Linked DNA regions of Sus scrofa: region 2 is linked to region 1. A link is a contact called in public HiChIP or PLAC-seq data. All regions are on one chromosome and are shown on one strand. Each heading gives the region's core, a stretch centred on a gene start, on an enhancer-like site or on the middle of the called end of the contact. The rest is flanking DNA. Distances are from core to core; before and after follow the strand shown.

What was found. HiChIP or PLAC-seq counts read pairs in DNA pulled down with a chosen protein or histone mark.
Region 2: a contact with region 1 is called in an H3K27ac HiChIP or PLAC-seq map of skeletal muscle. The contact joins two enhancer-like sites. A contact is called at or near these places in 2 of 47 Hi-C or Micro-C datasets (both in liver) and 2 of 2 datasets of contacts at active chromatin or transcription factors (alveolar macrophages and skeletal muscle).

The regions. Positions count from the first base shown.
Region 1 is chr14:56,328,137-56,330,819 of Sscrofa11.1, reverse strand. No RefSeq gene overlaps it. Among named protein-coding and RNA genes, the nearest start is that of IRF2BP2, 220 kb to the left of the region's middle. Within about 2 kb of position 1,354, at least 10 of the 83 cell types and tissues checked have an H3K27ac peak or open chromatin away from gene starts, as enhancers often do. A contact at or near this core is called in skeletal muscle, where this site is marked.
Region 2 is chr14:56,567,136-56,569,818 of Sscrofa11.1, reverse strand. No RefSeq gene overlaps it. Among named protein-coding and RNA genes, the nearest start is that of IRF2BP2, 23 kb to the right of the region's middle. Within about 2 kb of position 1,363, at least 6 of the 83 cell types and tissues checked have an H3K27ac peak or open chromatin away from gene starts, as enhancers often do. A contact at or near this core is called in skeletal muscle, where this site is marked.

The sequences.
Region 1 (2,683 bases), core at 105-2,604:
ATAAGAGACATGCAAGTTAAAACTGCAATGAAATGCCTACGTGGCAAGGCTGTGGAGAAGGAGGGTCTTTAATTGACTGCTAGCGGTTGTGTATGTTGCATCATCCCATTGAGGATAACTGGAAAACCTTATAAATATTATAAACACACTTACCATTTGACCCAGCAATCATCCTTGCCAGGATTTCTCCTACAGATGTACCAGACTTAACAGGAAGTGTTCTGGGTGGCACTGTTTGTAGCAGGAAAAGATTCAAAGCAACCTTAGGGTCCATGGATAGGAGACTAGTTAAAGAAATTTATGGTATGTCCATAAGTAGGATACTATAAAGCTGTAAAAATGAGTAAAGACACATTTTACGCCCCAATTTGAAAGATCTCCAAGATATACAACTAGGTAAGAAAAGCAAAGTCCAAAACAGTTTGTATAGAATGCTAACTTTTGTCAGCCTTGCCAACAATGATCCTATTTCATGGTCATTTCAATTTGCATTTCTCCTAACAGAAGTGAGATTGAGGGAGACTTCGTTGTGGCACAGTGGTTAATGAATCCGACTAGGAACCATGAGGTTGCGGGTTTGATCCTTGGCCTTGCTCAGTGCATTACGGATCTGGTGTGGCCGTGAGCTGTGGTGTAGGTCATCCACTCGGCTGGGATCCCGTGTTGCTGTGGTTGTGATGTAGGCTGGCGGCTATAGCTCTGATTAGCCTAGGAACCTCCATATGCCGTGGGTGCAGCCCTCAAAAAAAAGACAAGGACAAAAAAAAGTGAGATTGAACATCCATTCTTTTATGAACCATGTGCATTTTATTTTCTGTGGAAGAAAAAGGAAAAAATATTTTTTTAATATATAAATACACACATCTGCTCATGTTTGTTAAAGAGGCTCAAGAAACCAATATAAGGGTTCACTTGGGTTGGGATTGATGGGAGCAAGGGTAGAAGCCAGACTTTTTTTTATAGGTTTTGTTTATGAACTAAGAAAATGAATCATCTGTCCCCAAACAAAAGTAAACTACATTCAGCTTTCCCCACCAATGCCTCAGGCTCCTGTGGAACCTATTGTTTTTTGCCCTTGCCAAGTATTTTTCAAAGGCAATATTTGACTTTGGAGGGATGAGACAAGGTCAAGTATGAACAGTGGAGGAGGCTGGATGGACTCTCCTGTCTCTTTGTAAACTGAAGTCAGCAGAAGAGCTGCTATTTTTTCAACAAGAGCAGCCCGTGCCTGCTGTGGCGCTGACATGGCCACTGAATCAGAGCATTGAGACTCGGCTTCGAGACCAGGCAGTTCCTGCAAGCAGCTGAAGGAGAAGGCTCCCAAGCACAGAATGTTCCCTGTCTAGCCTTCAAGGCCACAGCTGGGCCCAGACCCAGCCCGACTTACATCATATCATGATGACATGTGCGACTGCGCTCATGTTTGATTTGGTTATTGGCACTTCTCTCGGAGCGCCTGTCACCCCATTTACAGCATCCTCCCAGCCCAAGGGGCACCCCACCACAGCTCTGCTTTCCCTTCCCTGGCAGAAGAGCCAGTACGGGCCAGGGCTCTGAGATGACACATCTGACACACGTGGAAAGAAAAAAGCCAACTGGAGTCTCTGAAGCCTCCTGTCCCCGTGGGCTGAGCACTCGCAGCTTCTTCTCCCTTTGATGCATCTGATTTTATGAACTCAGAGCACAACATGTTGGAAGCTAGCGGAGCAGCTGCCCCAGAAAAGAAGGTGCTTTTTCTGCTCCAGTGGACTTTAAGGAAAAGACTGAGCAGGGTGGGGTCCCAGGAGGGGACAGATGTCAGTCTTTCCACCGAGAGTCCAGTTCCCACCAGCCTGAACTCTGTCCATATAAACCCGCTGATCTGGTTTAGGGAGGCTCCTGTTCCTGAGCTGGGGAAGGTGCAGCTGTTCTGTTACTGATGGATGTTGGAACAGACTTATCTTCTGCCTGGGGCTGCCAGGACCCAGTGATGCACTGGCCAGAAGCAGGGGGCACCGAGGAGTTCTGGAGGCAGGGGCCACAGTCAACTTCCATTGGCCTGGGTGCCAAGCCGAGCCCTGGCCCTCTGGCCCCCTCCCTGACCCTGCTGCCCGAGACCAAGTCCAGGATCCCTCTGGGTCCAGAACCACAGCCAGTTTCTACCAGGCCACTCTCCCCCCTCCCCCTAATTAAAAACTGCAGAAGGAAGGATGCATCAGGCCTGGTTCATGAGCTCCAGTGACTGAGCAAAGGATGTTGGGTGCCCTGGAGCAAAGACTTGTCCACTCCTCAGAGGGGCGTGTTTTTTTGTTTTTTGTTTGTTTTTCTGTTTTGTTTGCTTTTTAGGGCCACACCTGCAGCATATGGAGATTCCCAGATTAGGGGTCAAACTGGAGCTGCAGCTGCCAGACTACACCACAGCCACAGCAATGCAGGATCCTAGCCACGTCTGTGACCTACACCACATCTTAGGGCAACACCGGATCCTTAATGCACTGAGCGAGGCCAGGGATCGACTTCATAGATACTAGTCAGGTGTGCTACTGCTGAGCCACAATGGGAATTCCCATGGTGTTTTTTTTTTCTACTCCCCGCAAAAGTGATCTGGGTACAAAGCACCCCATTAGTCAAGGCCAGTACGCCATTGCTGTCCAGAAAGGCCAGACCACATACCAGAGGTCGAAGGAAAGCCAGCCAAGGACAG
Region 2 (2,683 bases), core at 114-2,613, 240 kb before region 1:
TGCAGCAGTGTGCAAGCTCTTTTCATCCACAAAATGGGGACAAACATGCCTGTTCTCTAAGAGTTGGCTCTGAGTGACGGGCAATGCGGCTTTGATAATAAAGGGATAGCAGTTCCTGTCATGGCATAGTGGAAACAAATCTGACTAGGAACAGTGAGGTTGCAGGTTCGATCCCTGGCTTCACTCAGTGGGTTAAGGATCCAGCATTGCGGTGAGCTGTGGTGTGGGTTGAAGATGCGGCTCGGATCCCCCTTTGCTGTGGCTGTGGCCAGCAGCTGCAGATCCGACTAGACAGACCCCTAGCCTGGGAACCTCCATATGCTGAGGGTGCAGCCCTAAAAAAGCAAAAAAAGAAAAAAAAAAAAAGAAAGAAAATGAAGAGATAAGATCTCTGGGCTTCTTGGCTTGGAGGCACTCTTTAAATATGAAATATTATCCTAATTAAACGAAATTTTCATCCTGGGGGTCAGTTCTTTGATGAAGTTAAATGGGAAGATCCAAAGTATCTATTAATTTGCTATCAGTCATTGTATTTGGAGATCCTGAGGGATCCTAAAAATGGATGAATTATGACAGCCCCGACGGTATATTTCTGGGTGATTATGGCAAGCCTTGGGTGGTATTAAAAGAGTTGCCAATTTTTATGTGACAGTGAAATTCATAGGCTCTAACAGAAGTACTATTATACCAGGAGCAGGGAGCAGACTGAAGGGCATGTGACTTAGCAGCTGACAAGGGCAATAATTCTCAGAATTTTGTGGCTCAAAATGTGTGCTGGCTACTGAGAACTGGGATTTTAGAAATAGAAAGTTCAGGTTACAAGCCTACTGGGCAGAAACTCGAACTCCTGGTGCTGGCAACCTGCCCCGGGTACTCAGGGGTGGGCCAAGGTTCTGGCCATTCAGTGTCCTATGTTTAAATTCCGAGCCTATAAGCAAACAAAAAAAAAAAGTTGGAAGTGTTCCCTTACCTTTTGGAAACTGCAAAATAAAATCTCCTTTGGCTAAGAGCCTCTTTCTTTTGTGGGCTCTCCTACAGGGTTTCTTGGGCAAGATTTACCTCTGTGCTGCCATGACCCTAGCTCCCCACCAGTTGCTGGCATGTCTGTCTTCCGGTGGGAGATGGGGGGGTGGGGGTGGGGGGCAGGGATAACACTCTTGTTCAAATTGTTGGATTAACCAGAAAATTAGCAGGAAAACATGGCAGTGGAGGTCAAAGTGGGGTCCATGCTGCACTGTGGAGGTGTCTCAGAGATGAAGCTGCCTATTAACGGGGTTTAGTATTTCAGTAGCTAGTGTTTGAGTTGGGGTTGCTAGGAGAGAGAAGCAAAGAAGGGCACAGACAGCACTGTTTAGTCCTAGTGTTGGCTCAGGACATGGGTACAGGCACATTCTGATACCCAGGACCACATGCTGAGCACGTACTAAGGAGAGCAGGCGCACTAAACATTTTAAGTAGAGTATTTCATTCAATATGCAAAACTCCAAAAGCCCTTCAAGACCAGTGCTAGTCTTTTTTTTTTTTTTCTTCTTTTTTCTTTTTCTTTCTTTCTTTCTTTCTTTCTTTTTTTTTTTTTTTTAGGGCTGCACCCGAGGCATATGGAAGTTCCCAGGCTAGGAGGTCTAATATCTAATTGGAGATGCAGCCGCTGACCTACACCACAGGCACAGCAACACAGATCCTAGCCGCATCTGTGGCCTATGCTGTGCAGGGTCCTTAACCCACTGAGCGAGACCAGGGATGGAACCTGCATCCTCATGAATACTAGTCGGGTTCTTAACCCCCTGAGCCACAACAGGAACTCCAACTAATGCTAGTCTTTTGCAAGCGTAAAAATTCTGCTTAAAAAGAAGAAAATGACTTATTTGTGATTCGCAACTAATTGCATTGTGGAGACTGAATTTGAACACAGACTTTTTGATGCCCAAACCTGGGCGGTTAATAACTTTGCTATACTTCTTTCCTATTTTGCATGCCTCTCACCCTCAGCCGAGCCTCCAGGCTTCTGCAATGCATCTGGGACTCAGGGATGGCGAGAGTGGCGTGCGTGGGGGAAGTTAGGGGGAGTCAGAGAAGCTCAGGGATGAGAGATCACAATGTGTGCAGATCTAAGAACTGATCCTGGAGGACAGAGCTCCTGTCTCTCAACTCTACTCCCTGCGGTGATTGCCCTGCAGCCCCGTTGGACCTAAATCGGGAACATCTGAATGGCAGATGGAAGCCCCCGCCTCTGCCCCGAGCCTGTCTCTCCTCCATGCCTGGTGGATGGAGAAATGCTGCCTGGGCGCAGAGCTGTGACCTTGCACGTGAGATTTGAGTTTACTCTCCCTATATGCCATTTGCTCATGAACAGAAAAACTGCATTTCATGACATTTGGATACATGGAATAGCATTCAATGTCTCCTAATCAGTTAAGAGAAAAACTAGCCTATTTTCTTCTGTTCAGTTTGGTCCTGCAATTTAAAAGGCAAGTTCCCTGCATCTTAGCCTCCCAGAGTCTGCACTGCTTAGCATCCCCAGGCCGCTGTGACAACAGCCCTCGCCTCTTATATGTTGTACTTTGAGACAAACTTCTCACCCTGAGTCATGCCACTCTCTGCTCCTGCCAAGAATTCCTGGAGTCTTCTAAGGATCTCTGGAATTTTACTCTCTTTAATCCCAATTTAACACAGCATCTGTGAG